Linked DNA regions of Sus scrofa: regions 1 and 2 are each linked to region 3. Evidence: chromatin contacts called from public Hi-C data. All regions are on one chromosome and are shown on one strand. The core of a region is the stretch at or near the end of the contact, and the rest is flanking DNA. Distances in the headings are between cores, read along the strand shown.

What was found. Hi-C and Micro-C count contacts between places; a contact is called where the count stands out from the background.
Region 1: a Hi-C map of retroperitoneal adipose tissue shows a contact between it and region 3, with 3 times the contacts expected there. The contact joins two enhancer-like sites. A contact is called at or near these places in 1 of 5 promoter capture datasets (liver), 21 of 47 Hi-C or Micro-C datasets (alveolar macrophages, embryonic fibroblasts, epiblast stem cells and 11 more) and 2 of 2 datasets of contacts at active chromatin or transcription factors (alveolar macrophages and skeletal muscle).
Region 2: a contact with region 3 is called in a Hi-C map of retroperitoneal adipose tissue, with 2.0 times the contacts expected there. The contact joins two enhancer-like sites. A contact is called at or near these places in 1 of 5 promoter capture datasets (fetal liver) and 15 of 47 Hi-C or Micro-C datasets (brain, embryonic fibroblasts, epiblast stem cells and 8 more).

What each region holds. Positions count from the first base shown.
Region 1 is chr14:67,158,144-67,162,531 of Sscrofa11.1, reverse strand. No RefSeq gene overlaps it. Among named protein-coding and RNA genes, the nearest start is that of JMJD1C, 190 kb to the right of the region's middle. Within about 2 kb of position 1,646, at least 52 of the 83 cell types and tissues checked have an H3K27ac peak or open chromatin away from gene starts, as enhancers often do. A contact at or near this core is called in retroperitoneal adipose tissue, where this site is marked.
Region 2 is chr14:67,087,762-67,092,535 of Sscrofa11.1, reverse strand. The region is part of intron 1 of LOC102164693 (a long non-coding RNA gene); the gene reads right to left. Among named protein-coding and RNA genes, the nearest start is that of JMJD1C, 120 kb to the right of the region's middle. Within about 2 kb of position 1,640, at least 8 of the 83 cell types and tissues checked have an H3K27ac peak or open chromatin away from gene starts, as enhancers often do. A contact at or near this core is called in retroperitoneal adipose tissue, where this site is marked.
Region 3 is chr14:66,686,205-66,690,830 of Sscrofa11.1, reverse strand. It overlaps JMJD1C (probable JmjC domain-containing histone demethylation protein 2C), which reads left to right. Exons shown (of 26, transcript XM_021073644.1): 4 at 849-954. The coding sequence starts at 948. Among named protein-coding and RNA genes, the nearest start is that of NRBF2, 98 kb to the right of the region's middle. Within about 2 kb of position 1,885, at least 3 of the 83 cell types and tissues checked have an H3K27ac peak or open chromatin away from gene starts, as enhancers often do. A contact at or near this core is called in retroperitoneal adipose tissue, where this site is marked.

The DNA of each region.
Region 1 (4,388 bases), core at 397-2,896, 470 kb before region 3:
TTGTTTTCCTGAAACTTACTCTTCAGTGGAACTTTTCTATATTGAAAAATGTGATTGAACAACCTATTAAGGTTCTACCATTCTATAGCACTTTTTGGCAGCTTACAATGCACATTTAAATACGCAGATTCTCTGAACAGCTCTGTGAGATAGAGAGGACAAAAATTCTTCTTAAAGTCCATGAACCTGGCAAACTGACCCTCTTCAAATTGAATTTAGTCCATGTTCCTATTTGTCTATTTTTGTGAAACTTGCAAGGATTTTTTTTTTAATTAGTTGCCAATATTTAAAAGTTTAGAGCTTTCACATTAAAATAAAGAACTGGCTGCCCCAGTGGCTCACATTCCAAAGTGGCAGTAATTGGTTTGAAGTGAGTTAGGTAGAAGCTACCTCATTTTTGAGGGCTTTTTCTCTCCAATTCATAACAACCCCAGTCAGTCTCAATTGCACCGAAAACTGAGACACAGATTCAGTTGCTATTTATCAAGTTTTATGGGGCTTCTTTCTCTCATAACATGGCGTTTCTGGTCCCTGGGTCTGAGGAAAAATGAACTTGGTCACCCCAGTGTGAATTGGAGACTGGCACTTGCCTCTACATGGATTGAATCATGAGCCACTACAGCTGCTGACCCTCAACACCCCCTGAAAGGATCTCAGGGTGGAGGCATTCTATGCTCTGGGGAAACTAGCAGAACAGGACTAAAGATACTTAGATATTTTCAGAAGATTTTATAAGCCCAATTCTTGCATCTCCTCATATCTAGAAAAGCGCTAAAATTCTTCACGTTGACATTGGCTCCTTGTGACTAGCAGCAACCTTCTGTAAATGTATGCTTCACCAAAATCACATATATACTGACATTGCCCCCTAACTCTTGGAAGTGGTATTTCAGAGCTCTCTGAAACGCTGCCGCCCATGCTATAGTGCTCATTTTGCCCCAAATCAAACTTAATTCTCAAGTTTTAGGTTGTGCTGGGTTTTTTTTTTAAGTTGACACCAGTCACCCCAGGACCAGTGAGAACACATTACTCATAGGTAAGGCTTGGGGTATCTGTTGATAATTTGGAAATAACTTAGGAGGTTAAATATGGAAAAAACCATTCCAAATCCTCTCAAACTCTTCATTGTAGGAAGAGGAAACTGAGTTCCCAGAAGGCTAAAGAACTCACATCATATGGTACAGTGAACTTGCAGAAAAGCCCAGCCCAGAGACCAGGTCACTTAACTCCAGGTTTCTTCTACTAGGGGGAAAAAAAAAATCAGGAAAAAGAAGTAGCTACTGTACAGAGAAAAGGTAGTAGAGTAGGGACAAGATCTCCCTTCCCTCTCCCCTAGGCTGTGGCAAACAGCCAACTGCAGCTTGCTGCATATTTAATTTAAACCTTTGTCTGCCCTGGCAAGGACAAAGTACAATCTGTTTTATGTAAAAAGTCTTCCCTGAGGAAAGCCTTGGCCTCCAGCTGCGTAACTGATTGATGTTCTTAAAGCCCCCAGGAACCTCTGCTGGGATCTGAGGTTGTGGTTTCCAAAAAAAGAGTTCGTAAAAGGGAAGCACTGAAAATAATTTCCCCTCCTTTATTGTGTATCTCACAATCTGGGAGAGTTAGCCTGAAACACGAGGGGAGAACATGCAAGTAAAGACTCTGTATTTCAGAGTTCCACACGGAAGGGGAGGAGCTTTGGATGGCTCGGGGATGAGGCAGCCTATTTGCATAGCAAGCACTCTGCTTTTACTTAGATTGCCCATTCCAGTCACTAATGATATCAAAACGTTCTAAAGATGCTTTAGACACACTTGGCAGAAGACTAAGAGCATGGATGTTTTTATTTGGAGCGTTTGTGAAACATGCTAATAGAGATTGAAATCCATCTTATTTTGAGAATGTTGTGCTATTCCTGTTCCCATTCTGTCTTTAGGAGACCCTGATCTGGGGTGACACTTCTTATGAAAATAAGGCCAGTTATGAAATCTAGTTTTTGAGTTGCCTTCTGGATGTTCCTGGATTGGTCAGGGTCAGGGGAATCTCCTGCCAAGTTTTTGCTCTATCCTTTGTGATCTCTATACCCACTTGGGGCCCAGTGCACAGGTGGCAACACAGATGTGTACCCCTGACTCCCAGAGAGGGCAACACCACTATAAAAATTCTTACGCTAGGAGTTCCCTTCGTGGCACAGCAGAAACAAATCCGACTAAGAACTAAGGGGTTGCGGGTTCCATCCCTGGCCTCACTCAGTGGGTTAAGGATCCGACATTGCCTTGAGCTGTGGTGTAGGTCACAGACGTGGCTCGGATCCCAGTTGCTGTGGCTGTGGTGTAGGCTGGCAGCTGTAGCTCCAATTAGACGCCTAGCCTGGGAACCACCATGGGTGTGGGCCTAAAAAGCAAAAAAATAAAAATAAGAAAAGTTCTTAAGCTAACCAAGTTTAAACCTGGAGGACCAGCCCTTCCCTCTGGCCCTAAGGCCTGCCTGGAGCAGACTGTATGTCAGGCTGGGAGGAGGGCATAGATTAGGGTGCAAGGGCCTGCCTTCATCTTCTGGCTTAGGGGGCTGAACTTCAACTTGGAGTCAGAACAAAGCCGCTGCCAGCTCAGGGCTAAGGAGCTTGGGCTGGTCTTGGGGTGGAGCCAGGACCCAGAAACCAATGCCATGAGCCACCAGCTGGCTCTGGTCCCAGGAGCCTGTGCAGCTGCCGTGCAGGCCAGACTGGGCCTGCAGACTGTCACTGTGCCAGCAGCTCTATTAGACTCCCAGTCTCTGCTCCCGGCAGGCTCACACCCAGTGGCCTGTGTACTTTGGCAGCAGCCTACCTTAGGCGTGTTCTGAGGTGACTGAATAAATGTTCAGAAAAGCCACATCATCTGCTTGTTCTTATCATTCTGGACATTATATTGTTGTTCTAAAAACCCATAGAGGTCAAGGTGAATAGCTACAAACCCCTAAAGTTTGTTGACCTGATAAAAATGAAAGTGCTGGCGATTTTCCATAACTCTGTATGGTCTAATTTAAGTGCCCATCATTAGTACTCTAACTAGAACAACCAAGGCACCATGACTGTGGAAATAGAAATCCTCTACCACTATATCCAAATGGTGGGGGCAAATCCATGAATGGCAGCATTCGCAGCCATTTTTAGGAGTGCTTCCTGATACCTTGGGCATTCAGCTTTAATAATAAAGTTAACAGCAATTATATTGAGAAAAGGTCAAAAAAGGCAAATCTTTTTTTTTTTTTTTTTAAAGCGTTATACTGTTCCTTTTATATGCTAGATCATTTTCTGTATCAGTGGCTCGGTGGCTCTTCTCCGAGGCAACCAGTCCCACTGACCATCTAGGAACTTTTTCCAAAAGATTAAGTTTGATCTCTTCCTAATCTTGTCCCCCACCAAACATGTTTGGCCTCTCCAGCTTGGTCACAAATTCCAGCATTTCAAAAGGCTGCACCTAGTCCATCTTTAGATTCTCTTATCACCAGGGAAAGGCTTGTACAACTTCTCAATAAACTTTGGCCTTTAGGCAGCTCCCTAATGAGAATAAAGGGCAGGATCCCACAGTGGGGCCAGCAGGATCAGTCCTATGGAGAGCAGCCCAGTAGGGCTTAAGCCATTAAGACCAATAAGACAAGCTCTCAATGCTCAGGAAACTCATAATCTAGGGGAGGCCACTGCTATGTTGCTTAACAAGGTGTTAAGCTGCAGTGTGAACTGAGTGCTATGGGAACTCAAAGGCAGTGATGATTAATTATGCTGGGTATGGGGATTAAAGAGCTGGGAATGTTTCCCAGAGAGAGTCGCCGTTGAGCTAAAACTCAAAGGATGAGCAGGCTTTGATCATGAGGAAATTTAGTGGGCAGAGTGCTCAGCAAGATGCATTCCAGGAAGAGGCACAGTGCAGAAGTCTTCCCGGCACTGAGAGGTGATGATACAGGAAATGTTTGGAGCACAGGAGGTTGTCTGGTACAGTTGCAGTTCATAATCTAAGGTAGAGATGACCCAAGAAAGACTAAAAAGTTAGGTTAGGCCTGATGGTGATTGTCTTGGGAAAAAAAAAAAAAAACTCCTTGGACTTTATTCCGAAAGGAGTGGTGAAGCATGTGAAGGATCTTAAATGACTGGCTAGGTCAGGAGTCAAGGTTAGAGTATGTGATAAGCAGAATTGTCTGGAAATGACTCTGGGAGGTCCCTTTAGGTAGCCTGGACAGGCCAAGGAGAGCCTTTCCCTTCTCCCAGTGGCATGGGCTACCCCAAATTTATAGTTATGGTAGCTACTTCCCCATCCCAGTCAGTTAAGCTGCAGTCCTCCCTGCAGGACTCACATCTCGAGGGCTGAAAAACTTGCTTTCCTGGACAGCTCAAGAAAATGTCTAACACCTAACTCTTATGGCCTCAT
Region 2 (4,774 bases), core at 391-2,890, 400 kb before region 3:
TTTAAAAAGATAGCATTGTTATTGTTATAAACAAACTTATGACTAGAATTTTCTATCTCGTGATATTAAAAATGTGGAAAATAAGAGTCCCCATTGTGGCTCAGTGGGTTAAGAACCCAACATGGTGTCCATGAGGATGCAGGTGCGATTCCTGGCCTCAGTGGGGTTAAGGATCCAGTGTTGCCATGGCTGTGGTGTAGGCCTATGGCTAAAGCTCCAATTCAGCCTCTAACCTGGGAACTTCCATTTGCCACAGGTGTAGTCATTTAAAAAAAAAAATGTGGAAAATAAATTCACCTGTAACTTTTCTAGAAGAGAAAATTCCAAGTTCCATGCTAAGAACTGGTACAGCAGAAGTTGTGACTATAAAGAAGCCAAATAACCTAAATTTGTTAAATTGTGGTGTTTTAGGAACTCAGCCTGCCTGACAATAGAAAGCACAAAAATATTTGGATCTTTTGTTTTTATGTCACAAACAGTTCCAAAGTTCAGAGGAAGGAACTTTGATGTTTCCTTTACACCAAAGCAAACTAAGCTGTGCTATTTTTTATCTGAGAATAGGAAGTTATGTGATTTTGAATTCTGAATATCGGTCAGAATTATTCACAACAAATACTTCCTAGACTGTACCTTCTAATCAAAACCTGCCACCAAATAAGTGCTTTTGTTTTGTTTTCATTTTTGTTTTTCTAGAAACCTGCCCACCTTTAACAGGAATCTGAACTAATAGAATTTATTAAGTCATAGACTCATTTTCTGTGCAAACATCCCCCAAACTTAAAATGTTACATTCTACTCTACTAGCCTGCATCTCCTCTACTAGCCTGCATCTGCTCTTAACAGCTGGAAGTCCCTTCTTACCCACAACATAATATCTAAAGGGCTAAACACTGACACTTTGGTACCATTTTAGTCAGTTTCAAGTTTATTTTGCATCCATTATCTTATTTGAATCTTAAAACCACTCTGTAGGTGGGCAACTCATTCCATTTAATAGATAAGAAGACTGAGGCCCAGAGATGTTATTCACCAGCCTCATTTCCCTGAACAATTTACCAAGCTACTTTACCTCTCTGAGAAAGGAGTGGGTTGGGCTGCTTGCTGAAGTCTCTCCCAGTCCTAAAATTTCTTTATTCCAAGCAACTTTAGCGTGATCCAGTCAGTATGTGAGACACAGAAAGCACAGACTTGAAGTTAGATGATCTGGATCTTTGTTCTACCATTTGCTGGCCTTGAATACTTGGAGGAATCATTTAAACTTCCCGAGTCTCAGTGGCCTTGTCCACAGAAAAGGGTTAACAAGATATACCTGATAGAATTATTTTGCAGGCCAAATGAAATAAAATATGTTGCTCATAGGCTCTGGGAACTTGATCTAGTTACTCTCTCCGTGCCCCAGGTTCTCATGCATAAAATATGGAGTAGAGGCAGGAAGTAAGTTCAGTTTTGGTTAACTACAGTGGGTGCAGTGATGTGTCCCAAGACCCCCTCCAGCACTCACTGCCCAGCTGCCTGGGACTTGTCAGCTAACTGTTTTCATCTTAGTCCCTCTAGAAAATTGCTTACAGCTGAAAGCAGCTGCCCTAGCCAAGGTCATGTCCTCTTCCTAGGAAGCAGCTCCGATCCAATGACCGTCATTTCAGAGCTCTAAAGCACAAGCCCTCTTGCCTCAATATGGGAAAAATATGAAAGGCTATCCCAACTCCAAAGCTCCTCATGAGATTGGCAGAGCCCACTGTTCTAGCAGCACAGCTCAACCTCTCTATCTGCTCAGTCTTGTTTCCTTCAATCCTTTGCAGATGCTGTTCCTAAGAGCACTCACCCCCAGAAATTTCTTGCATGCAATCTTAGAGTCTGTTTTTTGGGAACCCAACCATCCTGTTGTAATATGACAGTAGTGAGATAACAGATAAGAAAGTGTTTTGAGAACTGTAAAGTTATCAAGAACATTGGATACCATTTACTGTAGCATAGTGAGGTTTATCTAGAAGATCCTGAACTGATATATTGTTTTAATTCCTCCCCTAAATTGGGTTCCTCTGCAGCCATGCGGCCATTGTGGTCCCAGGGAAGAGAAAGGGCAAAGGTCACTTTGCACAGAAGTAGGATATGATGTAAGAGCAGCACCTTCCAGCGGAGAAGGCAAATTTAGGGAAAGTTGCAGTTTAGGGAGGGAAAGGAGAGATGAGGAAAAGGAACTTGGAGTGTGTGTGGTTCCCATACTTTAACTCTGTTGAGGTGGAGTCTGTGTGGGGTGGTGATAGAAACATACAGATAGATTCAGGTGAACCATGGGGCTAGTGGTTGCCTCCTCTGGGAATAGGCAGAGGGAAGCTGTGAGATAGGAGAAACTCCATTAGCTTTGTGTGGCTTAGAAGCAGTGGCCTGGCATCTGCAAAAAGAGCCCCATCCTTAGTGCCCTGCACGTGGCTGGTGGAAAACAGGTAATGCAGAACCTCAGGCATGCCTTTCTCTTGCTCCATCCAAGGGAGGCCAAGACCCTGAAGATAGGGACAGGCTGGCAGAAGCCCTGAGCTGCGAAGAGGAGGAAAGAACTCTATAAGAACATCTGAACACAAAAACCTGTTGAAGATAGGACAAGTTAACTTTAAGGAGAAATCTTTTTTTTTTGTCTTTTGTCTTTTGAGGGCTGTACTCTCAGCATACGGAGGTTCCCAGGCTAGGGGTCTAATCGGAGGTGTAGCTGCCCGCCTACGCAACAGCCACGGCTACATCAGATCCTAGCCACATCTGCAACCTACACCACAGCTCATGGCAACACCAGATCCTTAACCCACTGAGTGAGGCCAGGGATAGAAACCGCAACCTCATGGTTCCTAGTCAGGTTCGTTAGCCACTGAGCCACGACGGGAACTCCCCAAGGAGAAATCTTGATGAGATAATGCCAGTCTGGGAAAGGGTTTGAAGATTGCACAGTAGTCAGGGAGGCAGAAAAAAAAATCATTGCCTACCATCATGTAGAAATAAATGTTTTCTTTATAAAAATATTAAAAACATAGATTGATAAATAAGTGTAAAGTGACATATGTTTTGGTTTGTGGTCTGCTCATGTTTTATATTTCAGAGATGTTTACTTCACATCCTATTCCCTTTTTAACAGCATTAATGCTTTGGCCTTGTGCTATGTTCCAGTATATAATACATTCCCTATTTATAGTTCTGATAGCTTTAGTTTTCTGGAAACTCTGTCTACTGAATTTTGCCATCTGTTGTATCTGATGGGAAGTTTAGAAGAATCCAACATTAATGATATTTAAGTTATGATTTATTGGCATTTCTATTGTAAGCTTGAATTTTTGAACTTTTTATGCATAATTGTGGTTTTACCTTACATTGGGCTGAAAGATGATAGAATTTCAGCTAGCCTTTGTGACTGCTGACTTGGATTCACCATATACATCAGAATTTCGTTTTTTTTCTAAGACTCAGGAAAAAATTATAATCTGCTTTTATTACTAAAAAGACAAGTTTCTTCAATATAAATAAACTGGTAGTTCATGTGAATCAGATTATGTTTTGTTTTTAAAAATAAACTTTTGAAAACTTAGATTTTAAAAGTTATGTACAGTTTGAATCATTTAAATATAATTGGAATACTGGTTGAGAATGTTATGCTCTGCTTTCTATAATTTATACCCTTTAATTGAAGGCTTATGAGAATAATGTAATGTGTAAAAGGAAACATGACTAACATGCAGATTTTTTTATCTAAGTGAATCAAGTAAAATAATTTGAGTGCTTATCTAATGAACCATAAGTGGTTCTCTAATAATCATTAGACAAGCAGTGACTTTCATTTAAAAATGTGTTAATGTTTTCTTGAGGAACAAGGACTTTCCATTATTAAATAAAGACTAAATATTAAAATGCCCCAATATCCAGAATTATAACTATGCCTTTCTAAGATCATTTTTGTGTGATGTTAGTTGCACCCTAAAATCTTTATCTAATTGAAATGGTCATTTAAAATAAGTTTTAGAAAATTTAGGATGGTGTTGATTCTGTTTCTCTGATAGCCTGATGCAAGGGTTTTAATAATATTAATATGAATTCAATTTAATTTCATTGCTTCTTGAATTTTAGACTTTTAAAACTTTCTCAATGTATTAGAACAAATATTAACAGTTGCATTATGATTTTAAATTATTTATTATTGGTTTGTTTGTTTGGGTCACAGGTATAGCATATGGAAGTTCCCAGGCTAGGGATCAAATCAGAGCTGCAGCTGCTGGCCTACACCACAGCTCACAGCAGCACAGGAACATTAATTCACTGAGCAGGGTCAGGGATTGAACCCACATCCTCATGGATACTAGTTGGGTTCATTTCCACTGAGCCACAATGGGAACTCCCTGTTTACTTACTATTAAGCTATTTTTTTAAAAAAACGAAACAGGAAATATATTGAGAAGTGATATATTGAGAAGTGGTTATGTTTACAGAGGGCTTTTTAAATGTGTTATATTTCTGAAATGTAAACTTAACATTTTTGAATGCATGCTTAAGTAACAGGGCAATAAACAAAGAAATGAAAAACTATAGTAAAGTGCATGTTTTATCAAATTGAACAATTTGAGGAGCTCCCGCTGTGGCTCAGTGGTAACGGACCTGACTAGTATCCATGAGGATGTGGGTTCTAACCCTGGACTTACTCAGTGGGTTAAGCATCCAGCATTGCCATGAGCTGTGGTGTAGGTCACAGAGGTGGCTCAGATCCTGCATTGCTGTGGCTGTGGCATTAGGCTGGCCGCTG
Region 3 (4,626 bases), core at 636-3,135:
GGTTTCCATGATCTGCTAGTCCACTTTTAAAAGGGCCGCCAAATTGACAGTGCTGCTTTGTTGTTCTTCCCAGCTCTACTCTAGGGCTCCTGCCGCTGATCTCAAATGCAGGAGCAGCAGAGGTGCTTTGAGAGAGAGAGAACAGAATGTCAAAGAGTCCAGCGGGGGACCAGCAGATTGTGGGAAACCATGTGACTGTGTGATTCACATCTCCAAGGAGAGAGAACCGGTTGTTTCTGTGTCTAGATCCACCCTGTTATGAGGATAATACCATCAATAATGTAATTTTAATTGCCTGGATGCTTTGACAGTGGCTTGAAAGAATAAAACTTAGCAGTGAAGTTACTGGTCAGATGAGTTCAAGTACAACTTAATTTGATGACATTTAAATCAAAATCGTGGATTATAACGTGTAGTTTACAGCTGATATTTTAGGCATTATGGGGAGAGGTATCTCATCTTTGTGTATATATGTATTGTCACTAAAATATTCACCTAGATTCTTTGGCTTCCAACCTTAGATGACCTGAAGCTCTTTCTTTGGTTTGTATATTGCTTCTAACAGTAAAACTCTTTAAAAGGTGACTTGTATAAGACTTAAAGTTAGAAAACACATTTGTAAATTTCAAATTTTGTCTTAAGACATTGTCAAAGATCAAATCTTACCATGGGTTAATTTCTTAGGCTCTGTTGTTATTGCTAATGAACTATAACTTCTAAGTTTGCATTTTTGCATACACTTAGATCAAGGAATTTTCTTCAGTCCTTAGAACATATAGGAGAGAAAGTTGATAACATTTATGATAGGACAGCGTAACATGGACCTTTTTTTTAATCTATAATTCTAGGACGACATAGACAGCCTAAACCCAGTTCTCAGGGACAACCCGCAACTTCAGGAAGAAGTGAAAGTCTGGGTAAAGGAACAAAAGGTTCAGGAGATTTTTATGCAAGGTAACTATTGTGAAGTTATGCATTAATAATTTTTTTTTTTGAAACTGGGCAATTTCTCATGTTTGATTTTGGTTGTTCAGTTACATGCAATATAAATAGAAGACCCAGTCTAATATTTTGAGTTATATACAGTCCAGGGAAAGTAATAGCAAAATTAGAATAATTTCAATAGGAAGTTGACAACTTCACCAGCTTTCTAACTAATTTGAGCTAAATGCCTGGAATGAAATTAACCACACAGGTGTTTTGTTGATGGGAAAATTTCCACATTACAGAATGCTTTAGGCGTGTCCTTCCTGGAGAAGGAATCATTGTTTGCTGTGGAGGGTTGCCCAAAGCCACAGTTAATTTCCTATGAAGAATGCTGTTGGTATTTGATAAAAGTGGCCTGTTTCAGTTTGCCTTCCTCAGCAGTGACCGCAATACTAGTCTTAATTTTGTTTCCCTTTTTTTTTTTTTCAGTAAGTTATAAGTTTGTTTTCAAACCACTAAGATTTTTGATGCTTAGGGATTTCTTTTCCTGTCAGTAAAATCATATATTATAAATGTAAACTTTTCGTGAAATTGGGCTGAAACTGGGACAATATGACATGAAGTATCAATACTGAGTTGAGTGTTTTGGTTGGTGTTTTGTTTTATTTTATTTTATTTTATTTTATTTTATTTTATTTTATTTTTTTGCTCTGCCCCACAACATGTGGAAGTTCCAAGGCCAGGGATGAAATCCGCGCCACAGCTGTGACCTGGGCTGCTGCAGTGACAAGGGCAGATACCTAATTCACTGTGCCACAAGGGAATTCCCTAGCTAAATGTTTTTTCAAAGGAATTTTCTTGTTAAATTCTCATATTTATCCCAACCTCAACTTCCATCCCATTTAACTTAAGCATTAGTAAAAGTAATCTCAAAGTTGTGGCTGTTTGTCTTTGTATGAGTGTTTTGCTTTCTAGGGCCGCATCTTCGACATATGGAGGTTCCCAGATTAGGGGTCCAATCGGAGCTGTAGATGCTGCCCTATACCATTGCCGCAGCAACGCCAGATCTGAGCCACTCCTGTGACCTACACCACAGCTCACAGCAACGCCAGATCCTTAACCCACCGATCAAGGCCAGGGATCGAACCTGCGTCCTCATGGATCCTAGTCAGATTTGTTTCCGCTGCACCATGATGGGAACTCCTCCTCTTTGTAGTTTTTATAGCAGCAGATCATTTAATAAATTCTCCTTAGCTAAATATTTTTTAAACTTTTAATGTGGAGACTTTGAAACAGACACAGAAATAGGATATTTCAGTGAATTTCCATGTGTTTTTCTCCTGGCTCCAACAACTGTAAAGCCTTGATAGATTCTGCCCCACCCATACTCTCATGTATTTCCATCAATTTGTTGACACTGCTGTGTGTTTCTGTTTTGTTTTGTTTTTTGCTTTTTTTTTTTGTCTTTTTGTCTTTTTGCCATTTCTTGGGCTGCTCCCTCGGCATATGGAGGTTCCCAGGCTAGGGGTCTAATTGGAGCTCTAGCCTCCGGCCTACACCAGAGCCATAGCAACACAGGATCTGAGTCACATCTGCAACCTACACCACAGCTCATGGCAACGCTGGATCCTTAACCCACTGAGCAAGGGCAGGGATCTAACCTGCAACCTTATGGTTGCTAGTCAGATTCGTTAACCACTGAGCCATGATGGGATCTCCTGTTTTTTGCATTTAGGGCCACGCTGGTGGCATATGAAAGATCCCAGGCTAGGGGTCAAATAGGAGTTACAGCTGCTAGCCTACGTCACAGCCATGGCAATGCCAGATCCTTGAACCCACTGAGTCAGGCCAGGGATCTAACCAGGGTCCTCATGGATCCTAGTTGGGTTCATTACCACTGATCAGTGACAGGAACTCTGCTGTGTTCTTATTTTATTTCATTTATTTATTTATTTTTTTACTTTTTAGGGCCACACCCGCAGTATGTGGAAGTTGCCAGGCTAGGGGTCAGATTGGAGCTACAGCTGCCAGCCTACACCACAGCCTCAGCAACGCAGGATTTGTACCACATCTTCAACCTATACCACAGCTCCTGGCATTAGCACATTCTTAACTTGCTGAGCGATGCCAGGATCAAACCCATATCCTCATGGGTCTTAGTTGGGTTGGTTAACCACTGAGCCATGAAGGGAACTCCCTACTATGTTCTAGTTTTTGTCTTTTTGTCTTCTTTTGTCTTTTTGTTGTTGTTGTTGCTATTTCTTGGGCCGCTCCCGCGGCATATGGAGGTTCCCAGGCTAGGGGTTGAATCGGAGCTGTAGCCACCGGCCTACGCCAGAGCCACAGCAACTCGGGATCCGAGCCACATCTGCAACCTACACCACAGCTCACGGCAACGCCGGATCGTTAACCCACTGAGCAAGGGCAGGGACCGAACCCGCAACCTCATGGTTCCTAGTCGGATTCGTTAACCACTGCGCCACAACGGGAACTCCTATGTTCTAGTTTTAAACAAAGCCACCATACCATTACCTTGCTGAAAATTAATTTTTCCTTAATACCAAATACTGAATACTCAGGTTCAAGATTCCATTTGTCTCATATATGTCTTTAGTCACTTTTCACGTGATTGATTTTCTATTTTACTTTTAATTTACTTTTAATCTGGGATCCACAAAATGTCCACAGATTGATGGTTGATATGACATTTCTGTTGCTCTTTTTTTTAACCCTTATCTTTTTTCCTTCCTTTCTTAGCAATTTATTTGTTGAAAAGCCAGGCTAATATTTTCTAAAGTAATTTTTTGTTTCTTCCTCATGTTCCTAAAGGCGAAGAAGTTGAGTCAGTAGTCCATTTTTATCCTAAGCAGAATTACTTGAGGCTGACTTTATTTTTTTATTTTTTATTTTTTATTTTTCTTGTCTCTGCCTTTTCTTGGGCCGCTTCCACGGCATATGGAGGTTCCCAGGCTAGGGTCTAATTGGAGCTGTAGCCACCAGCCTACGCCAGAGCCACAGCAACTCGGGATCCAAGCCACGTCTGCGACCTACACCACAGCTCGTGGCAACGCCGGATCCTTAACCCACTGAGCAAGGCCAGGGATCGAACCTACAACCTCATGGTTCCTAGTCGGATTCATTAACCACTGTGCCACGACGGGAACTCCGAGGCTGACTTTAAATTATGTTTGATGGTTGGAATAAGGCAGATAAGACGCTGTGCTGATATGAATTCAAAATTGGTTACCTTTGGAGTATAGCTTTTTCTGTATTACATTCAGAAAAAAAAAAAATCTAGTCTTTCTCTTCCATAGTTAGAAATTCTAGGAGTTCCCTGGTGGCTCAGCAGGTTACAAATCTGGCATTGTCACTCCTGTGGTATATGTCACTGCTGTTGTGCAGGTTCAAATCCCTTGCCTAGGAACTTCCACATGCCACAGGTGCACCCAAAAAAAAAAAAATTCCAAGGGTAGAATTATATAAGTGGTTATAGCCATGAATGGGTTTAATTTACAGGTCATATGGAATACTTTGGACAGATGCATTAATTCATTTATATTTTAGGCTGATATTGGAACTAGATTAAAAAAAAAAAACTAGCAAGTGAGTTCCTGTCGTGGCTCAATGGAAATGAATCCGACTAGAAACCATGAGGTTGCAGGTTCAATCCCTGGCCTTGCTCAGTAGATTAGGGATCCA